2 separate regions of the Mus musculus genome follow, and region 1 is linked to region 2. A link is a contact called in public HiChIP or PLAC-seq data. All regions are on one chromosome and are shown on one strand. The core of a region is the stretch at or near the end of the contact, and the rest is flanking DNA. Distances in the headings are between cores, read along the strand shown. Region 1 holds the start of Ccdc162 (coiled-coil domain containing 162). Region 2 overlaps Ak9 (adenylate kinase 9).

The links. HiChIP or PLAC-seq counts read pairs in DNA pulled down with a chosen protein or histone mark.
Region 1: a contact with region 2 is called in an H3K27ac HiChIP or PLAC-seq map of embryonic stem cells, with 5 read pairs. The contact joins the promoter of Ccdc162 here to the enhancer-like site in region 2. A contact is called at or near these places in 10 of 39 promoter capture datasets (the 3T3-L1 cell line, the HPC-7 cell line, embryonic stem cells and 5 more), 2 of 484 Hi-C or Micro-C datasets (CD8 T cells and trophoblast stem cells), 1 of 115 datasets of contacts at active chromatin or transcription factors (embryonic stem cells) and 4 of 9 other capture datasets (adipose tissue, embryonic stem cells, liver and 1 more).

Annotation. Positions count from the first base shown.
Region 1 is chr10:41,715,188-41,720,694 of GRCm38.p6, forward strand. It overlaps Ccdc162 (coiled-coil domain containing 162), which reads right to left and starts at 1,276. Exons shown (of 48, transcript NM_001358562.1): 1 at 1,217-1,276. Cep57l1 (centrosomal protein 57-like 1) reads right to left here. Exons shown (of 11, transcript NM_001243074.1): 11 at 3,653-4,720. The coding sequence ends at 4,508.
Region 2 is chr10:41,432,305-41,437,762 of GRCm38.p6, forward strand. Ak9 (adenylate kinase 9) reads left to right here. Exons shown (of 40, transcript NM_001370813.1): 39 at 137-251; 40 at 782-1,264. The coding sequence ends at 984. Among named protein-coding and RNA genes, the nearest start is that of Zbtb24, 15 kb to the right of the region's middle. Within about 2 kb of position 3,052, at least 8 of the 459 cell types and tissues checked have an H3K27ac peak or open chromatin away from gene starts, as enhancers often do. A contact at or near this core is called in embryonic stem cells, where this site is marked.

The DNA of each region.
Region 1 (5,507 bases), core at 26-2,525, 280 kb after region 2:
GTCTCCTTATTTACACAGACTCACCGAATTCCTGTTTGATACAAGAAACACTAAATGTCACAGGCAATTCGAGTGCTCAGTTTGCACACCCACCCGGTGATGATTACTATCTATGCCGAGAGGTTTGTAAATGCCTACTTAACCACTTTAGCAGAAAGCAGCAGAGAAGAAAGCTGTTCTATTGTTCTTACGCTCTGAGGCAGCTCTGTGACAACGTAGGACCGTCCGTGATCAGGTCAACAGTCTGGGTCGTAAGTTGAAAGGGCACCAGGTTGGGTGTCTGGAGATCAGAGGCTTCGTAACCACTACTCTGAAATGATTCCATCTAATTCTCCTCACTTGATCAAGTATGATAGGACACCGGAAGAGGAATGCTCCCTGGAGACGAGCAGGCAGGATCCAAGCAACCCTCGGGGGCACTGGTCGGGCTAACTGATTTACACGGTAAGTCATTCTCGGGCAAGTGATTGTTTCTTATTCGTCCTCAGCTCATTTTAACAGAAAGATGCAGCGGTGCCCAAGAAGAGCTTTCATCTTGGATGCTCTTTTGGAGAGGACTAGGGTCCAGCTGGCATTAACCCATATGTCACATCTATGAAATGCTCAGTGACTCAGCTTCAGTTAGCGCTCACTAGCGCTTCAGGAAGTCACTAACAGGTGTTCTTCACGGCACATCAATAACTCCAGCCGTGCATCTGCCCGCCCATGCGTCTTTGGTGAGATGGCTCAGTGGGTAAGGAGCTTGGGCAGCTCTCCGGGACACTCCCATGAACTGCCTCAGCTCCAGATCTGATACGCTGACCTCCATGGGCACTCACACACACACACGGCATCCACATCCACATAACCACAAATAATAAATCATTGTGAAAAAAATCAAACTTGTGTTTAATCTTAGTTTGCTATGGCTTAAAAATACTACTTTATCAACTGGCTATGGTGGCACAAACTTGGTGAGGCAGGAGGATCGTGAATTCAAGGCACGCATGAGGCCCGCGGTGTTCCGTCCCTACCCTGGTACCCCACAGGGTTTTTCAAGCCACCATCCTGAATAGTCTACTGTAGCGTGTCTCTCACGTCAACCTTACATCACCCAAAGCTGACTTCCCTCCAGTCCAGCTCTAACAAAGCAGAAATGACCACCCTGCCAGTGACCTGCTCCAGTACAGTTAATTCTAGAGCCCAACTCCCTCCAGTATTAGAAGACTCACAATACCTGCTGCTCCAAACACAGGACTGCTCTGGCTTCACAGTTTCGTGGAAGTTGAGGCTTGCCTTGGCAAGAATGGTCCGATTCCCCTGCCCCCTCCTCTCTCCCTCCCTCTCTCTTTCTAATTTCTAATTAAAGAGAACCCAAACAATTCTTTTTCAGTGAAGTGAAAAGATTAATGAAATCTTCCTGTTCCAGCAAGGAAGTTGCCCAGCAACTCCGAAGCTGCCCAGAGAACGCCCCCCCCCCCCCCCCCAGGACAGACAGCTTTGGCTCCGCCCACCCAGAGTCAGCGGCTTTGGCAAGCAGGTAACTGTGGAGGCAGATTTGTTTGCGTTAGTAACTGTGGAGTGACAAAACCATTCTTCACAGGTTCCTAGTAACTAAATGTCACCCTAACAACCAAAACAGACTCCAGCAGTAACTTGTGTGTGATCATGTTGTTTCTGCACCACAGGGTTCCACCATAGTCTTTCTCCCTTTAGGAACCTAGGATCCGAAACAAGCAAAAGCAATTTCAATTTCCACAAAGAAAGTAAGCAAATTAGAACACTCCAACTCAGTTACCGAGATTTCTACAGTTTTGGCTTTAGCCCATGTGAACTCATCTTTTACTTTTTCCACCCTGCACATAAACAAAAGCATTTTGCAGTAATTCTCAACCCGTGGATCTCGACCCCCTCCTGCGACCCTTCCACGGGGTTTGCATAACAGGTATCCTGCATATCAGAGATATTTATATTATGATTTGTAACAGTAGCAAAATTAGTTATGAGGTAGCAATGAAATCATTTTATGGTTGGGGGCTCCATAACATGAGGAACTTAACTAAGGGGCCACGGCATTAGGAAGGCTGAGAACCCCTGGTTTACAATTTTCCCTAACTGCTGACCCTTGGCTGGGCACTGTACTCCCCCACAGAAACCTAGTGAGGCAGGATTAGTAGAACCCTCATGTTACAGGGAAACCCAAGGCTCTGTGGAATTCTTGGCTTGTGCAGACAAGACTGATTTTGAACCAAGTCTATTCATATTCACTCTGAAATCTTAAGTGGTTTTTTTTTTCAAACTATCTTATACTTTTATGAGACAATTCTCAATTCTTATTTGAAACATTCAAATAGTTATAAGTGGTTACACTTTTTGTATGGTAATTTGTTTTCCCAATATATTTTCCTTGTTTTTATCCTGAGCTGGGAGTCTGGCCCAGGTCAAACCCTTTACCACTGAGTTAAAAGCCAGCCATCTATTTCACACAAAAATGATTTTATTAGTAAGTGAGCAGGTGTAGACCCTTTCCTAAGTGTTCAGGGCTGAGATAAGGCCCTGGTGGGATTTTTCCCTTTCTTTCTAACCTTAATGACAGAGCTCATATTCCTGTGGAGGAAAGTGAAACTGGAGAGATTACAGGATGGAGTTTGGACAGAATTCACTGCAGACATTTCCAAGGCCAGGAGGCTGACACTTACAGTAGATCCACTGCTTAAACCAGAGGGTTGGGGTTTGGGGGCTTGCGCTCTGCTACGAACAGCTCTAAATACAATCCCCTGTAGCAAACCACCCGTGGCTGGGGCTCCTAGCTGGTGCTTCTCACCATGAAGATGAGTCACACTTGTTCCTTTTTCCAGAAGGTCCACACTTGCGCATACCTTTTGTTTATGTTGCACACCTTTTGATACTTCCTAGGGAAATAGATTGTCCTTTAAAATTGCTTTTCCTAGGCAGGGCATGGTGACCCAAACCTAATCCCAGCTCTCCGCAGGTAGATCTCCATGTGGTCCAGGCCAGCCAGGGCTACCTACTGAGACCCTGTCTCAAATGTATATGTAAAAAAAAAAAAAAAAAAAGTCCTTTTTATAAACAGGCATGGCTGTACATACCTATGACTATAGCATGTGGAAGTGTGGACAGGACAAGTTCACTTCAAGATCAATTGTTGCATAGTAAGTTCGGGGCCAGCCTGGCCTACGCTCTCAGAAAATGAAAAGAATTGCTTTTTTGGTTTTGTCACAGTTTTTGAAACTGCTCTTTGGACTCCTGATCTACAGTGTTTACATACTTAGCCTGCATACTTCCCACCACTGTGAAATTTAGGTAAATACACAACTCCAATTGACCCCTTGGAATTGGCCCACTACTTGTACCTCTACCTAATTTCAAGCTTTTCCCTTTATAGCAGCTTTTTATCTAATTTCTATTTCTTTTTTTTTCCTTTTTTTTCTTTCTTTTTTGTTTTTGTTTTTGTTTCAAGACAGGGTTTCTCTGTGTAGCCCTGGCTGTTCTAGAACTTATTCGGTAGACCAGGCTGGCCTCAAATTCAGATATTCGCCTGCCTCTGCCTCCCAAACGCTGGGATTAAAGGCGTGCACCACCATGCCCAGCTCTAGTTTCTATTTCCATTGATGGCATCAATTTTCTAGTTGTCCCAGAATATTTCCACAGGCTTTTAGAAAGGCAAAAAGTATAAATTTATTATGTAACATGTGTATACAACAGAGAAATCCATTGTGACATCACTAATTTTAAAGTATAAAAGATGATACCACATTTACCTAATTCATGTTTTCCTGTGGTCTTATAGAATCCTATTACCTTTTTGGGTCCTAGACATCTATTACATTGTCATATATGGATGTAAATCACATATAACATATAAGATAAAATCAATTGTTGGAGTTTAAAAGGAGACAGGGCGTAGCAGAGGAAGGAAGACGAATTAGAACTGTCTTCAAAGGTTAATCAGTTATGCATCTCATTTAGTGGCTGTCATAGCAGAGCTGAGTTAAGGTCATTTTCACAAAACTGCACAATTACTGTGCCCTCCCTTTCCAAACAGAGCAAGCATGAGCACCGCTGAGACAAGGGAAGGTGGCAGTTCCAGGGACACCAAACAAACGTCTGGAATTCTGCTCATTCCGTGTGGATCTACAGGTGACAGACAGCCTGCAAAAATCAAACTGTGGAATAGTACCCACAGGTCAGACTCCCTTGATTTCAGTGAGCATCCATCCATTCAGTACAGCTTCTTGGATTTACCTTATGGGAGCTGCAAAACAGATGCTTCTAAAGAGCTTCATGAGGTCAAGGCCTTTGGTTAACAACAATGAAAAGCAGTCATTTAGATGCCAGGAACCCTGGTAGGTCATTAGCCATTATTCTGAAAATGTACGACTTCACACTTTATAGCAGTCAGAAACATAATTCAAGGGTTCCTTAAGAGCATATGAAATAAAAACCACGGAGACGGCGTGCGGTCTCACTGGTGAGGTTCATTTAGATGACAGACAGTTTGCCTTGGTCACTGCTCCCACTTGATGTCATCGCGCCTCAGCTTCGACTGCAGGCTGTGGACCTGCACTGGTTGAAAGCCTCTGTCTCTCTGAAAAGAGCTGGTTTCACTCACACATTTCCGGGGGCTGGTTTTTAAGTTCTTAGATCCTTTAGGGTTGCCATGGATACCTGAAGATTCATTTATCCTTGAGTTCTCAATTTTTTCCTGCAGTTTACGGACCTGAAGAGAAAAGAAATCTAACATTTTAGGTAAAAATTAATGTAAGGATACCCTAAAATAGAGGACTAGATTGTTGGCTTAAAGATTACAATTAATTCAAAGGTTCAATTCGGTGAGTCACTCGCTGATACTGCTGGTCAGGTAGCCTTGCCTTCCGCAAGCCAATTCTTCCAGTTAGAGAGGAAGCACACACACAGCATATACACCACACACACACACACACACACACACACACACACACACACACACACACACGGATAACTCTGAAGACAAGAATGTGTGCATGTCAGAAGTCATAGAGGGAGGATGAGTGTGCAGCAGAGGTTGAACAAAAGTTTCTGGTGGAGACTAGAGCACCAGGAAAAGGAGATTTTTTTTTTTTAGGTGATATTAATAGCAAAGGAAAGAATTGGTGCTAGGTACAAGCATTTATTTGCCTAGAAGGTACTTTTTAATTAAAGATTAAATTGTTTATCATAATAAAGAGGTATTTATTTTTGTTGTTTGTTTTTGTTTTTTGAGACAGGGTTTCTCTGTGTAGCCCTGGCTGTCCTGAAACTTGCTCTGTAGACTTGGCTGGCCTTGAACTCACAGATAATCTGCCCACCTATCTCCTGAGTGCTCAGATTAAAGGTATGCACCACCATCACCCAGCTTCTGCAGCAGTTATTAAGTAACAAATTCATAACTTTCAAATTATAAAATGTATGTGTTTAAGTTTCTTCTATGTGGTTCCAAAAGCAAAACTTGTTCAATCTTTACCAAAACACAATCATATTTTTTTTTT
Region 2 (5,458 bases), core at 1,802-4,301:
TGTCGACTAGATGGTTGTCTAATCATCCCCATCCCAGGAAGGCTATTTGATAAAAAGAAAAAGACTTTGATCTGTCTTCATTAAGAACAAACTTGAACTCAGATATACACTGATTTAAATTGTCTCTTACCTGCAGGGGACAGCAACTTCCCTGATCAAGGCAATGAATGCGGCAGGGAACCTGAAACCCAAGCTCCCCTTCCTAAGTGTGAGGAGGTCCGTGCTCCTTTACATAGCGTTTCATCTCAAAGGTACGCCTTTCTGAAATGATGCCCCATTCAGAAAAGCTGCGCACTTGTTGTACCGTACGTGGTAGACAGGGTTGTTAAACGAGGTTGATTGTCTGCTTGCATGGGAGGGGGCAAATGAAATACAGGGTAAATATCTATAGGAAAATATCAAAACTGAAATCCCGAGTTTTTCAATCAAGGACGATGCACTGGACCCAGTGGTGCAGGTCTGTAAAAGCCAGCAGGAGGCTGAGGAGGATTACTAAGATCAAAGCCTGCCCAGGCTACGGAGCCGACTCTAGCTCAGTCCAGTAACTTAGTAAGGCCCTCTCTCAAAAACAAAACTTAGAGTCAGCACTCAAAAATCCATGCCATAGAGAAAAGCGAGTCCAGAAAATGATGACCTAAGCTAGACAGCCCTCTAACCTATGTGGGATGGGACCATCTCCCCCTTGGCTGGGTGTGCTCTCCTTACACGTGAAGTTCTCCTCTGGCATGGCTTACTAACCACCTGTCAGAAAACATTCCCAACTCTGTGACATTTTCTACAGCATTCAATCCCAAGGGTTCTGAATATTCAAGGAAAAAATATAAGAAGAAGCTGGAGCAGTTTGTGGAAAGATGCGAACTCATAACGTACCTCAGTTCCAAGATGACCCGGAAGTACAAGGAGCCTCAGTTCAGAGCCATCGACTTCGACCATAAGCTACAGACATTTTTATCCTTGAAAAACATAGACCCAGTTACTGGGTAGCTTGCTTACGTTACAGAGACCCAAATCCCAGAACTCTCCAAGGGACAGAGGGAATTGAAGAGCAGAATTAATACCCTGCATTTTCTGAAGTATACTTCCCTCCTGCCTAATGTTGTGTATGTAGTTCCTGGGCCTCAGATGGACTCAAAAGGCCTAACCAGGAAGGGTCACCCTCTGAGTATTCATGCAGCTTTCAACTTTATTCCTTTTTTCCCCCTAAATTTGATGCTCCCACAAAATAGGCATTCCATTTGAGATATTAAAATACGTACTACATGTATTTTCTTTTGTTTTTTGTTGTTTTTTTTTTCTCTTTTATGGGGAGGCCAGGTTGAGACAGGGTCTCTCCACACAGCCCAGGCCATCCTGGAACTCACTAGGTAGACCAGGCTGGCCTGGAACTCACAGAACTCCACCTGCCTCTGCCTCCCCAGTGTGAGATTAAATATGTGTGCCACTCCTAGCCCTGCAGAGACTTGTGTGCCAGGGTGGGACATACCTCCTCCCTCTCAGAAGATCAGAGGAGAAGAGGAGGGGGAGGGGCCTTGAGAGGGGACCAGGATGGGGGCATCGATAAGGATGTAAAGTCAATTTTATTTATTTGTTTGTTTGTTTTGTTTTGTTTTGTTTTGTTTTTTCCAAGACAGGGTTTCTCTGTCCTGGAACTTACTCTGTAGACCAGGCTGGCCTTGAATTCGAAATCCGCCTGCCTCTGCCTCCTAAGTGCTGGGATTAAAGGAGTGTGCCACCACTGCCCAGCCCTAAAGTCAATTTTTTTTTTTAATTCATTGTTTTGTTTTTTTTTTTAAAGATTTATTTATTTACTGTAAGTACATTGTAGCTGTCTTCAGACACTCCAGAAGAGGGAGTCAGATCTCGTTAAGGATGGTTGTAAGCCACCATGTGGTTGCTGGGATTTGAACTCTGGACCTTTGGAAGAGCAGTCGGGTGCTCTTACCCACTGAGCCATCTCACCAGCCCTAAAGTCAATTTTAAAAAGGAAAAAAAGGTGTGTGCTACTATGCCTAGCCTTGTCTTCCTACTATGCCTAGCCTTGTCTTCCTTCCTTCATTCCTTCCTTTCACATTTTCAGTAGAAAGCTAGTCTCTATTAAAGAAAATTACCCAGTAAACATTAGAAACCTTCAAGAGACAAAACTAATAGAAATCTTGGTCATACTTTTTACATAAGAAATTGTTTGTATATTTTCTGAACATAAGACACTGTCATTTTCCCAACAAAATAACTAAAATCCGTCGTAACTGACAGGCTGCCCCCATTCTTCCCTGATTGAAATATGCTTAATATGTGGTTCTATAGCTAGAAGTCACTAGGGTTCTAAGAGGAAATGCAGATTTTTATGAAATATGTCAAAAGAGTGTAAGGGAGGGGAAAATTGTTAGATCTGAATACATTTTTATCTTATTTTATTTTTTAAAGATTTATTTATTTATTACATGTAAGTACACTGGAGCTGACTTCAGACACTCCAGAAGAGGGCGCCAGATTTCGTTACAGATGGTTGTGAGCCACCATGTAGTTTGCCTGGACCTTGGAAGAGCAGTCAGTGCACTTAACCACTGAGCCATCTCTCCAGCCCCCCACCCCCACCCCCGAATGTGTTTTTAAAATAAGGACAAATGTTTAGCAGCTGTATAAAACAGCTAAAGTGTTAAATGGTTTAAAAATGTAGGGCATAGAGAGGGCCCAGAAAGCAGCCTCTTAGCAGCACCGCTTACCAGTGCCTAGAATGTCAGCTTCAGGGAGTCTCTGGCCTCTGAGGGTACTGTTCTCATGCACAGATAAACACACATACCCGTAAATAAAAATAACAAATCTTTTTAAAAATGAGTGTGTGTGTGTGTGTGTGTGTGAGAGAGAGAGAGGGGGGGGGGAGATAGAGAGAGAGAGAGAAATTTAATATACAGTTCTTAAATAAAAACTAAGCTAGAATACAGGGCTGAGGATGCCTCTTGGCTGGAAGATGTTTAGCTCACATGCAGGAAAGCCGGGTTCCATCCCCAGCCCCTCACATGCTCGAGATTCCAGCCCTGGAAAGTGGAAGCAGGAGGATCGGAATGTCAAGGTCATCCTTGGCTACATAACAACAGTCCAAGTTCAAAGTCAGCCCAGGCTATAGGGAGCATTGCTTCAAAAAAAGGAGGAAGAGGGAGGGAGTTGTGGGGGTGGGGGGAGAGAGGAAGAGAAAAGAAAAAAGAAAATTCCCCTAACCCTATTAGAAGACTGGGAGTTGACTACAAAAACTTTTTTTCTGGGGATTTAAGCACCACCCACTTTCTCTCTCTCTCACTCTCTTTCTCTCTCCCTCCCTCCCTCTCTCCCTTCCTCCCTCCCTCCCTTTCTTTTCTTTTCTTTCTCTCTCTCTCTCTCTCTCTCTCTCTCTCTCTCTCTCTCTCTCTCTTTTTTTTTTCTTTGAGACAGGGTTTCTCTATATAGCCCTGGCTGTCCTGGAACTCACTTTGTAGACCAGGCTGGCCTCGAACTCAGAAATCTGCCTGCCTCTGCCTCCCGAGTGCTGGGATTAAAGGCGTGCGCCACCACGCCTGGCTTGCTTGCTTGCCTTCTTTCTTTCTTTCTTCCTTTCTTTCTTTCTTTCTTTCTTTCTTTCTTTCTTTCTTTCTTTCTTTCTTTCTTTTTCTCTTTCTTTCTTCCTTCCTTCCTTCCTTCCTTCCTTGCTTCCTTCTTTCCTTCCTTTCTTTCTTCCTGGGTGGTTTGCCTGCACATATGTCTGAGAGTGCCAATACCCCGGAACTGGAATTATAGACGAATGTTAGCCATCATATGGGCGCTGAATCTAATTCAAGTCCTCTGGAAGAGCAGACAGTGCTCTTAACCCTGGAGCCATCTCTCCGGCCACCCCACCCACATAACCAATTTTTTAATATTTGTAATTTACCATTTTCTCACCAGACTACAATTTACTGGCCTTTTCATTTCTAACGAGATTTCCACGGCCCGTCTTTTCAGCCAGTTGGGTATACTGGCATCCCTTAGCAATTAAGCCTAACAGCATATTCCATCCCCTTTGAGTTTCAGGTTTTGAGGGGCAGCAGCCCATGCTGATTGGCTCCAAGTATTTTAGGGACCTCCAAGAAACATCTCACATTCCCCCCGAGCAAGTCCATATCCTCTGCATATCACTTGTCTGGGGATTATGTTTGCTAATTTGGATTCTACTCATTCCCACTGAACTTAAGGCTGGAACTAGGAACCCAGGTGTAGGACCCAAAGTCATTCCAAGTGGGCTCAGTTTGTGTAGCTGTCCAGCAGCCATGGATGAACTGGGTACGTGAAAGGGAGGCTGGAAATGAAAAAGGATGGGAGGTGAGAGAAGGATGTGAAAGACCCCACCATCAGGCTTAGCAAGCTAGCTGCAGTAACGCCATTTTGCAAGGCATGAAAAAGTACCAGAGCTAAGTTCTCAAAAGTTACAAGAAAGTTCAGTTAAAGATTAACAGTTAAAGATTAAGGCTGAATAATACCGGGACAGGGGCCAAATATCGGTGGTCAAGCACCTGGGCCCCGGCTCAGGGCCAAGAACAGATGGCTCTCAGACGTCAGTGTTAGCAGAACTAGCTTCACTGATTTAGAAAAATAGAGGTGCACAGAGCTCTGGCCACTCCTTGAACCTGTGTGTCTGCCAATGTTCTGACCAGGTGTGTGCCCATTGTTGAACCTTCATTAGACCCTCTCCTCGTACCCCTCCCATACCCATTTCTTGAAAATAGACATTGTTTAGAACTAAAAAGTCCCACCTCAGTTTCCCCAAATGACCGAGAAATACCCCAAGCCTTATTCGAACTAACCAACCAGCTCGCTTCTCGCTTCTGTAACCGCGCTTTTTGCTCCCCAGCCCCAGCCCTATAAAAAGGGTAAAAACTCCACACTCGGCGCGCCAGTCCTCCGATAGACTGCGTCGCCCGGGTACCCGTGTTCCCAATAAAGCCTCTTGCTGTTTGCATCCGAATCGTGGTCTCGCTGGTCCTTGAGAGGGTCTCCTCAGATTGATTGACTACCCACGTCGGGGGTCTTTCATTTGGAGGTCCCACCGAGATTTGGAGACCCCTGCCCAGGGACCACCGACCCCCCGCCGGGAGGTAAGCTGGCCAGCGGTCGTTTCGTGTCTGTCTCTGTCTTCGTGCGTGTTTGTGCCGGCATCCAATGTTTGCGCCTGCGTCTGTACTAGTTAGCTAACTAGATCTGTATCTGGCGGTTCCGCGGAAGAACTGACGAGTTCGTATTCCCGGCCGCAGCCCCTGGGAGACGTCCCAGCGGCCTCGGGGGCCCGTTTTGTGGCCCATTCTGTATCAGTTAACCTACCCGAGTCGGACTTTTTGGAGCTCCGCCACTGTACGTGGCTTTGTTGGGGGACGAGAAACAGAGACACTTCCCGCCCCCGTCTGAATTTTTGCTTTCGGTTTTACGCCGAAGCCGCGCCGCGCGTCTGATTTGT